Regions from separate parts of the Anser cygnoides genome. Here region 1 is linked to region 2. Evidence: chromatin contacts called from public Hi-C data. All regions are on one chromosome and are shown on one strand. The core of a region is the stretch at or near the end of the contact, and the rest is flanking DNA. Distances in the headings are between cores, read along the strand shown.

Region 1 (3,907 bases), core at 377-2,876, 200 kb after region 2:
AAGAGCGTGCAGCCCCCCTGAGCCGCCCCATGGCAAGTTAGGGGGCTCCTGGGGGGGGGGTTTCAGCAGCCTCTGCTGCCGCTGAGACACCGGAGCAGCTCCGGCCAGAGCGGGGCTGGGCTGAGCCCCCACGGCTCCACCGCCGCCATGGGGTGCCCCACGCAGGGCTTCCCACTTTGCACAGGGGTGCACGGGGGGGGGGGGGGGGAGAGGATTTCAGGGTGCAGCCAGCTTTAATTAATTATTGGGCAGCCTCCGTCCCGCTTGACAGAGCAGGCAAACTTTGGAGGGGCTGCTGGCGCAGTTGGTTTCGTTTTCCCAGGTTATTCCTGGTGCTGAGACAAAACACTCGGGGCTCCCCCAAAATCCCAGCGCCCCCCCTCTCTGAGCACCCAAGGAGCCTCCGGCTGCGCTGTGCCCCTCTGAGCTCCCCTGGGTGCACGATGCCGGGGTATTTGGTGCCCAGGTATTTATTTATTTGGTGCCCGGGTATTTATTTATTTGGTGCCCATGTACTTGGTGCCCATGTATTGATTTGGTGCGTGGGTATTTATTTGGCACCCAGCTACGTGGTGCCCAGGGATTTATTTTTTTGGCGCCTGGCCGTCTGGTGCCCAGGTATTGATTCGGTGCCCAGGTATTGATTTATTTGATGCCCAGATATTTATTTGGTTCCCAAGTACTGGGTGCCCAGGTACTTGGTGTCCAGATATTGATTGATCTGGTGCCCAAGTGTTTATTTATTTGGCACCCAGATATTGATTGATTTGGTGCCCAGATATTGATTTATTTGGTGCCCAGGTATTTGGTGCCCAGGTATTGATTGATTTGGTGCCCAGGTATTGATCGATTTGGTGCCCAGCTATTGATTTATTTAATGCCCAGGTATTGATTTGGTTCCCAAGCATTGGGTGCCCAGGCACTTGGTGCCCAGGGATTGATTCGGTGCCCAGCTTTTTGGTGCCCAGGTATTGATTTATTTGATGCCCAGATATTTATTTGGTGCCCAAGCACTGGGTGCCCGGGAACTTGGTGCCCAGGTACCGATGGATTTGGTGCCCAGGTACCGATGGATTCGGTGCCCAGGTACTGATGGATTCGGTGCCCAGGTACTGATGGATTCGGTGCCCAGGTACCGATGGATTTGGTGCCCAGGTACTGATGGATTCAGTGCCCAGGTACTGATGGATTTGGTGCCCAGGTACTGATGGATTCGGTGCCCAGGTACCGATGGATTCGGTGCCCAGGTACTGATGGATTTGGTGCCCAGGTACTGATGGATTCGGTGCCCAGGTACTGATGGATTCGGTGCCCAGGTACCGATGGATTTGGTGCCCAGGTACCGATGGATTCAGTGCCCAGGTACTGATGGATTTGGTGCCCAGGTACCGATGGATTCGGTGCCCAGGTACTGATGGATTCGGTGCCCAGGTACTGATTCGGTGCCCAGGAACTCGCTGCCCAGGACCCCGCTCCGGGGTACCCGGTGCCACCGGGCAGAGGCGGGCACCCCGCGGTGTGTGTGTGTGGGGGGGCGTCCCGGGGTGGAGGGGGCGCCGCTGCCGGAGCCGTTCCCGGGGCCGTTCCCGGGGCCGTTCCCGGGGCCGCCCCTCGTCCCGCCCCCCCCGGTGGCTCCCGCCCCGCCCGGCCGCAGGTCCGGGCTCGGCGCGGCTCCGGCGCTCATGGTGCGAGCGGCCGCGGCCGGGCGGCGCCGCCGGTGCTGAGCTGCGGGATGAGCGCCCTCGCCTTCGACGACGGGAGCCTGGACGGGCTGGCCCCGGCCCTGGGGCTGCCCGGGGGCAGCGACATCGACACGGCGCTGCTCAGCGACATCGACGGTGCGGGGGGGCCGGGGGCACCGCGATGGGGATGGGGGGGGGGGGAACCGGGACCGGGGGGGAGTGGGGGAACCGGGATGGGGGGATATGGGGGAACCGGGATTGGGGGGTGGGCACGGGGATGGGGGGGCGTGGGGGCACCGGGAGGGGGGATATGGGGGCACCGGGATGGGGGATATGGGGGCACCGGGATGGGGGGACGGCTGGGACCGGGGCTGCGCGCTCGGTGCGCGGCCGGGGCTCGGTGCAATACCGGGAAGCCACGCGTGGCCGTGGGGGGGTGCAATGCCTGGGGCTCGGTGCAATGCCCGGGGCTCGGTGCAATACCCGGCGCTCGGTGCAATGCCCGGGGCTCGGTGCAATACCGGGGGCTCGGTGCACCGCCGGGAAGCCACGCGTGGCCGTGGGGGGGTGCAATGCCCGGTGCTCGGTGCAATGCCCGGCGCTCGGTGCACCGCCGGGAAGCCACGCGTGGCCGTGGGGGTGCAACGCCGGGGCTCGGTGCAATACCGGAGAAGGGGGGGAGCGGGCTCGGTGCGACACCGGGGGCTCGGTGCGACGCCGGAGAACCGTAGCACAGCCCGGGGGGGGCCGCTCTCGGTGCCGGGGGGGGGGAATTTGGGGCTTTTGGGGCTCGGAGTCGCTGCAGGGCTGAGTCGTCCTTGGGGGGCCGTGCCCGGCCCGGGGGGTTCGGGTACCGGTTGTCCCCCCCCGTCCCGGGGGGGTCGGTGCCGGTGCCGGGGCAGCCCCGGCGCCCCCCCCCCGCAGCCTTGTGCCGCCGCCAGCCCCGCCCCGCGGTAGCGTCACCGCCGGGGTTACTCCCGGTCGTTCCTCCTGGCTTCCCGGGGCGGGGGGGGGCAGGGAAGGGTGGAAGGGGGGGGGGAGGGGAGAAGCGGCCCCGGGGCTCTGCGGAGCATCCCCGGGCCCGGAGCCCTCGGTACCGGGTCCTCTTGGTGGGGGAGGGCTGTGGGGTGGGGATTGTGCCAGCGGGACCCGCTCCCCAGCGCCGAGCTATACCTGACCCCGTAAGTGTTCCCGTAACCGTACCCGTTCCCATAACCGGTCCCACACCCATACACGTTCCCATTCCCGTTCCCAAAACAGTACCCACAACCGTTCCCGTTCCCATAACCGTTCCCATACCCATTCCCATACTCCTACCCCTACCCATAACTGTACCCGTACCCATACCCCTACCCATTCCCATACCTGTGCACGTTCCTGTACCCGTTCCCATTCCCATTCCCATGCCTGTACCCCTACCCCTACCCCTACCCACACCCCTACCCCTACCCGTACCCGTCCCCGTTCCCACACCCGTCCCCATGCCCAGCACGCAGCCAGCCCAGCCCCAGCACCGAACAGGTTCCCCGGCTGGCAGCACGTGGCGCCCGTCCCAGCTGAGCTCGCCGAGCGTCGGGGCCCCGAGGCAGCCCCGGCACAGACCGGCCGAGCCGGTGGAGCACGCGGCGGGGTGGGGAGAGGGCGTGGGGCCGCCCGAGCCCCCCGGCGCCCCGCGGCGCCCACGGGACGCTCTGGGAGGTCGGTGCCGGGAACCCCCTCTCCGGGACCGTCGCGGTGTCCCCGTGCTGGCGCCGAACCCAACCGGGTGACCTTTAACCGGGTGGCAGCACCGGGGGAAGCGGTGCGTCCTGCCGCCCGGCTCCCCGCGAGGACCTTGGCTGCGGGGTGTCGTGCCCCAGAGCCGCGCTGGCGTCCCCTCTGCCCTCCTTGGCCCCGCACCAGGGCTGACACGGTGCGTCGGGTCACCAGCGGGCAGCCACCGCCCGTGACACCCCGTTTTGTTGGGCCACGATCCCCAGGAAGCCGTGGGGAGCAGAGGGACGGGGGTGTGGGGTGAAGGTGTCCCCCTGGGGGTGTTCCCCTGGCCCCGCATACCCCGTGGAGAGGGGCTGTGTGCGCTGGTGGTATTTATGGGAGGGCTTTCTAGAGATTTTTGGTAAAGGGCTGTTATAAATGTATATGGTCCTGGGGGCTCTGCGTGGCCTTCCTGCCTTGCCCTGACACCCCACGTGGGGGGCTGTCCCCCTGCTGAGGGGCTCTGGGGG
Region 2 (4,147 bases), core at 1,146-3,645:
GATCCCAGCGAGCCAAAACAGAGGGAGGAGGGTACTCTGAATGCCTCGGGCTGATCTGATCCCGACACGTCCCAGAAGGGACGGTACTGACAAGAAGGGGAGCCATCTGAGCAGAAACTCAGCAACCGCGGGGACAACTCCCACCGCTGCAAGCAAAAACCCAGGGATGCATCGAGACGAAACCAATTACACGCCTCCAGGGCAGTCCCTGCATCCCTGCAAAGCTCGTCACTGCTGGGTGACTGTTGGTGGGCTGACTGCCAGCCCACTGACACTGCGACACATTTTAAGCCAGAAAAATAAATGATAATAAAATAGATTTTTTTGCTTGCAGCTCCTTCCATGCCTGAAGGCCCACAGCAGCCTGGGCACTGTGGGGCGGGGGGGGGGTGGCATTGCCTGTGAATGGCCCCGCAGCCCCGCCACCGCTCTGCACGTCTCAGGAACCACCACCGCCCGAGAAACCAGCCCAGGTTTTGCTGTCGGTGGTGTCAGAGCACCCATGGACAGCCCACAGCAGCAGTCAGGGGCCAAAACCAGAACCGTGGAAACCCAAATCGCACAGCTGCGACGAACCCCTTTGGATGACCAACGCCAAATTAAGACAGTAAAAAGCTTCTAGACTGATGAAGCTGAAACGCTGTTCCTTCGACAAATACCTTCTGAGGACGCGTCCTCTCCTAGGCAGAGCGATACCCAAGGTGTGTCCTGGTGCAACAGCCAGTCCTTTACCCAAAAACCTGCCTCCACGAGCTTGTGCTTCCCCGTAGCCGGCACCCGCCTCGGTAGGACCCACCACAGCGCCGTGCTCCTCACCGCTCTCCCTCTGGCTCTGCTCTGTCCCCACGTCTGACTCCCCTTTGAGACACCGCTCCTCTCCGCCGTGACTCACGGTGCCTCGCTCCATTTTTCCATGGCTCGGGCCCACGAGGCGTTTAGTAGGATCCCTCACTCCCTGCCCTCGTTCCCCATTTTACGGTGCCTCGATTTAACCCCTGAAGCTCTGCCTGGGGCACGGCCTCTCAGGCCAGGTTGGCCGACCCAACTTGGACTCGAAGCGCGAAGGCACCACCACCCCACGCCCCCCCGCGGGCCTACCCCCGGGGCACCCCTCACCCCACAAAGCTCCACGGAGGGGTCGGGGCGCGCCGTGCTCCCCAGACCCTCACCCGCAGCCCACCCACGACCCTGCCCCATGCCCAGAGGGACCCCCGAGCTCAGGACCCCACTCTGTCCATCACCCTATACCCAAGGGGGCCAAGCAGGGCGGCTGGGAGCCCTGCAGCCGGTGGGGACATGGGGTGCCGGGGGGGTCAGGGTGCCCTGGGGGGGCTCCGGCTGCCGGGGGGGGTCGGGGTGCCCGGGGCCGAGCCCCCCGTGGCCGCCCAAGGTGACCCGTGCCCGGCGCGCCACGTGCCGGCAGCGCCTCCCGCCACGCCTCGGCAGCGACCAATGGGAGGCGGCGGGGGGAGCGGGGCGCGCCGCGGATTGGCGGAGGAGCTTCCGGAGCCGTTGCACTGCTTCATTGCGGAAAGGCGGAGCGAGGCGCTGATTGGTGGAGGCGCGGAGGGGGCGTGTCCGAGCTGCCTAGGGTAGGCGCGCGGCTTCCCGCGCGGAACCGGAGCGGGACCGGGACCACGATCGGGAGCAGGATCCGGATCAGGGATCGGGAGCAGGATCGGGCCGGTAGGGGCCGTGCGGGGCCGGGGCCGGGGCCGGGGGTTGCGGGATGGGAAGGGGCAGCCGCTGGCCCCCCCCGCAGCCTTGCGCGGCCCCGGGAGCCTGCCCGAAGCCAGCCCCTGCCCCTTCCTCGCCGCCACCCGGCTCCTGCGGCTTGGCACGGGCTGGGCGCAGGCGAGCCAAGCGGGGCGCTTAATAACCCGCTCACGGCCCCGTGCTAGCCGGCCGGGGGCACGGATAACAGGGGGATAACACGGCGGGCTGCCCGCAGCCGGGGGGGGAGCGAGGCCATCACGGCTGCTCCAGGGCTTGGGGGTTCCGTGGTGACACTCGCAGCGGTCACCCTGCGTTTAAAACGTGAGACTGAGAGAGAGGGAAAGGTGTTGCTAAAGCTGCCAATCCGTTTTGCTCCGCTAAAACCCTGGACGGGGTAGGGGAAGCCCCGTGAAGCTGGCTGGGCAGTGCCCGGGGGGGGTCGGCGGTGGGAAGGTGCCCAAAATGGCCAAATCCACAACGAACAAACCGATCTGAAATCGGCAGGGAAACACTGAGAGCGCTCAGCGCCTTCCGCCCCCAGCAGGCCCAAGCTGCGGTCGCTCCCCCAGCGTTATCTGGGGAAGACGCAGGACGGGAGCAGGCCACGCAGGGGCACGGTGCAGAAGCCCCCAGCCCCGCTGCCAGCCCGCACGCGTGCCCCCAGCTCCCCTCTCCGCTTGCAGGTGACGTTGGGCACGGCAGCAGATGGCGAACTCGGCGGCGAACTCGGGCCTCCCTAGCGCGGAGCTCTGGGCCTCCCACAACAAGATGGTGATGGAGCCGCTCGACAGCAACGACCCGGAGGTGAGAGCCCCTTCATGGCACAGCAGCCGCTCGGGACAGCAACCTCCTCGGGACAGGGACAGGGTCCAAGGCTGAGCTGGCGGGACTCGTCCATCCTCCGTGCGAGAGGAGAGAGGGCATCCTCCAGCCACCTGCAGCCACGGGGCTGTAACTTCAGGTCTGCTGCTCACGCGCCCCTGCCTGAGGCTCAGACATCTGTGCCAGGCCCAGCGTTTGCTGTAGCCACCCAGCAGTTGCCCTTGACGCTAACCCAAGTGCCAGCTGAATTATCCGATGGCCGTATGGCAGCTAGAAGCCCCAAGACGTGGCAGGACACATGTGAACTGCTGGGATCAGCTGCACCAAGAAGGGATCTCCTCTCCCTCCTGCAGCACCTTTCCAGGCTGCTCTCCGTTGCCCCGTCTCTTCTGAGGGTACATCCCGAGCATCCCACCCGCACGCAGTCAGCACAAGCAGAGCTGTTTCTCTCCCCTCCCGAAGGTGCACAGCATCATCAAGAAGGAGAAGCAGCGGCAGAGGCTGGGGCTGGAGCTGATCGCGTCGGAGAACTTTGCGAGCCGAGCGGTCCTGGAGGCCCTGGGATCCTGCCTGAACAACAAATACTCCGAGGGCTACCCAGGACAGAGGTAGGGGGCTGGGGAGAGCCTGACCCACTCCGAAGCCTCGCAGGGAAGGGAGAGGAACCACCCACACTGCCACGTCCCCCTCGAGACCTTATCTCTGGGAAGGAAGCCACGTCCTGGTGCTGGCAGCCAAGCTGCCCCAGGGCAGGATTTGACCCTCTCAGCTCCTGTCCTTGGCCGCATACTGGACGATCTCAGCAGGGTCATAGCTGCGGCAGCTGCTGTAAACACAGCACCCTCCTGTTCTCCCCCGCTGGCACAGCACTGGGCGCACGTTTCTAAATAAATGGTTCGGTTTCAATCCCCTGAGGTTTGCTCTCAGCAAACACCAACCCCGCTGTGACCCGTGCCCTATTTTCCGGCAGGTACTACGGCGGGACCGAGTTCGTAGACGAGCTGGAAAGGCTGTGTCAGAAGCGCGCCCTGCAGGCGTACCGCCTCGACCCCCAGAAGTGGGGCGTCAACGTCCAGCCCTACTCAGGTAACGGTGCCCTCGGGAGAGCCAGGCTGGGCTGCGCCATCCCGACGCCCGTAACCGCCCCGGTGTGCTCCCACCGCAGGGTCCCCCGCCAACTTCGCCGTGTACACGGCCTTGGTGGAGCCTCACGGCAGGATCATGGGGCTGGACCTGCCCGACGGGGGGCACCTGACGCACGGGTTCATGACGGAGAAGAAGAAGATCTCTGCCACCTCTGTCTTCTTCGAGTCCATGCCCTACAAGGTACGGACGGAGAGCTGCTCCGGCTGGAGCCGGGGCACAGCCGCCGTAATTTCAAGAGGCAGCGTTGCTTAAGAGCAACAGCAGCTGACCTCCAGCCACACCAAGACGGCTGAATCCTCCTCTTCTCCTCCCAGGTCAACCCCAAGACGGGTTACATCGATTACGACCGCCTGGAGGAGAACGCCCGCCTGTTCCACCCCAAGCTGATCATAGCAGGTAGGGATCAGCCCTTAAAACAAACCGGGGTCGCTCCCTGATGCCAGCAGGCTCCTGCAGACGGCTG

What was found. Hi-C and Micro-C count contacts between places; a contact is called where the count stands out from the background.
Region 1: a contact with region 2 is called in a Hi-C map of liver, with 4 times the contacts expected there. The contact joins the promoter of SREBF1 here to the promoter of SHMT1 in region 2. A contact is called at or near these places in 2 of 7 Hi-C or Micro-C datasets (both in liver).

What each region holds. Positions count from the first base shown.
Region 1 is chr15:3,115,237-3,119,143 of Taihu_goose_T2T_genome, forward strand. SREBF1 (sterol regulatory element binding transcription factor 1) reads left to right here and starts at 1,627. Exons shown (of 18, transcript XM_066977670.1): 1 at 1,627-1,838. The coding sequence starts at 1,733.
Region 2 is chr15:2,912,941-2,917,087 of Taihu_goose_T2T_genome, forward strand. It overlaps SHMT1 (serine hydroxymethyltransferase 1), which reads left to right and starts at 2,396. Exons shown (of 11, transcript XM_048067954.2): 1 at 2,396-2,520; 2 at 3,001-3,146; 3 at 3,509-3,624; 4 at 3,704-3,864; 5 at 3,999-4,080. The coding sequence starts at 2,422. LOC106032117 (chemerin-like receptor 1) reads right to left here and starts at 1,620. Exons shown (of 3, transcript XM_013174939.3): 1 at 660-1,620.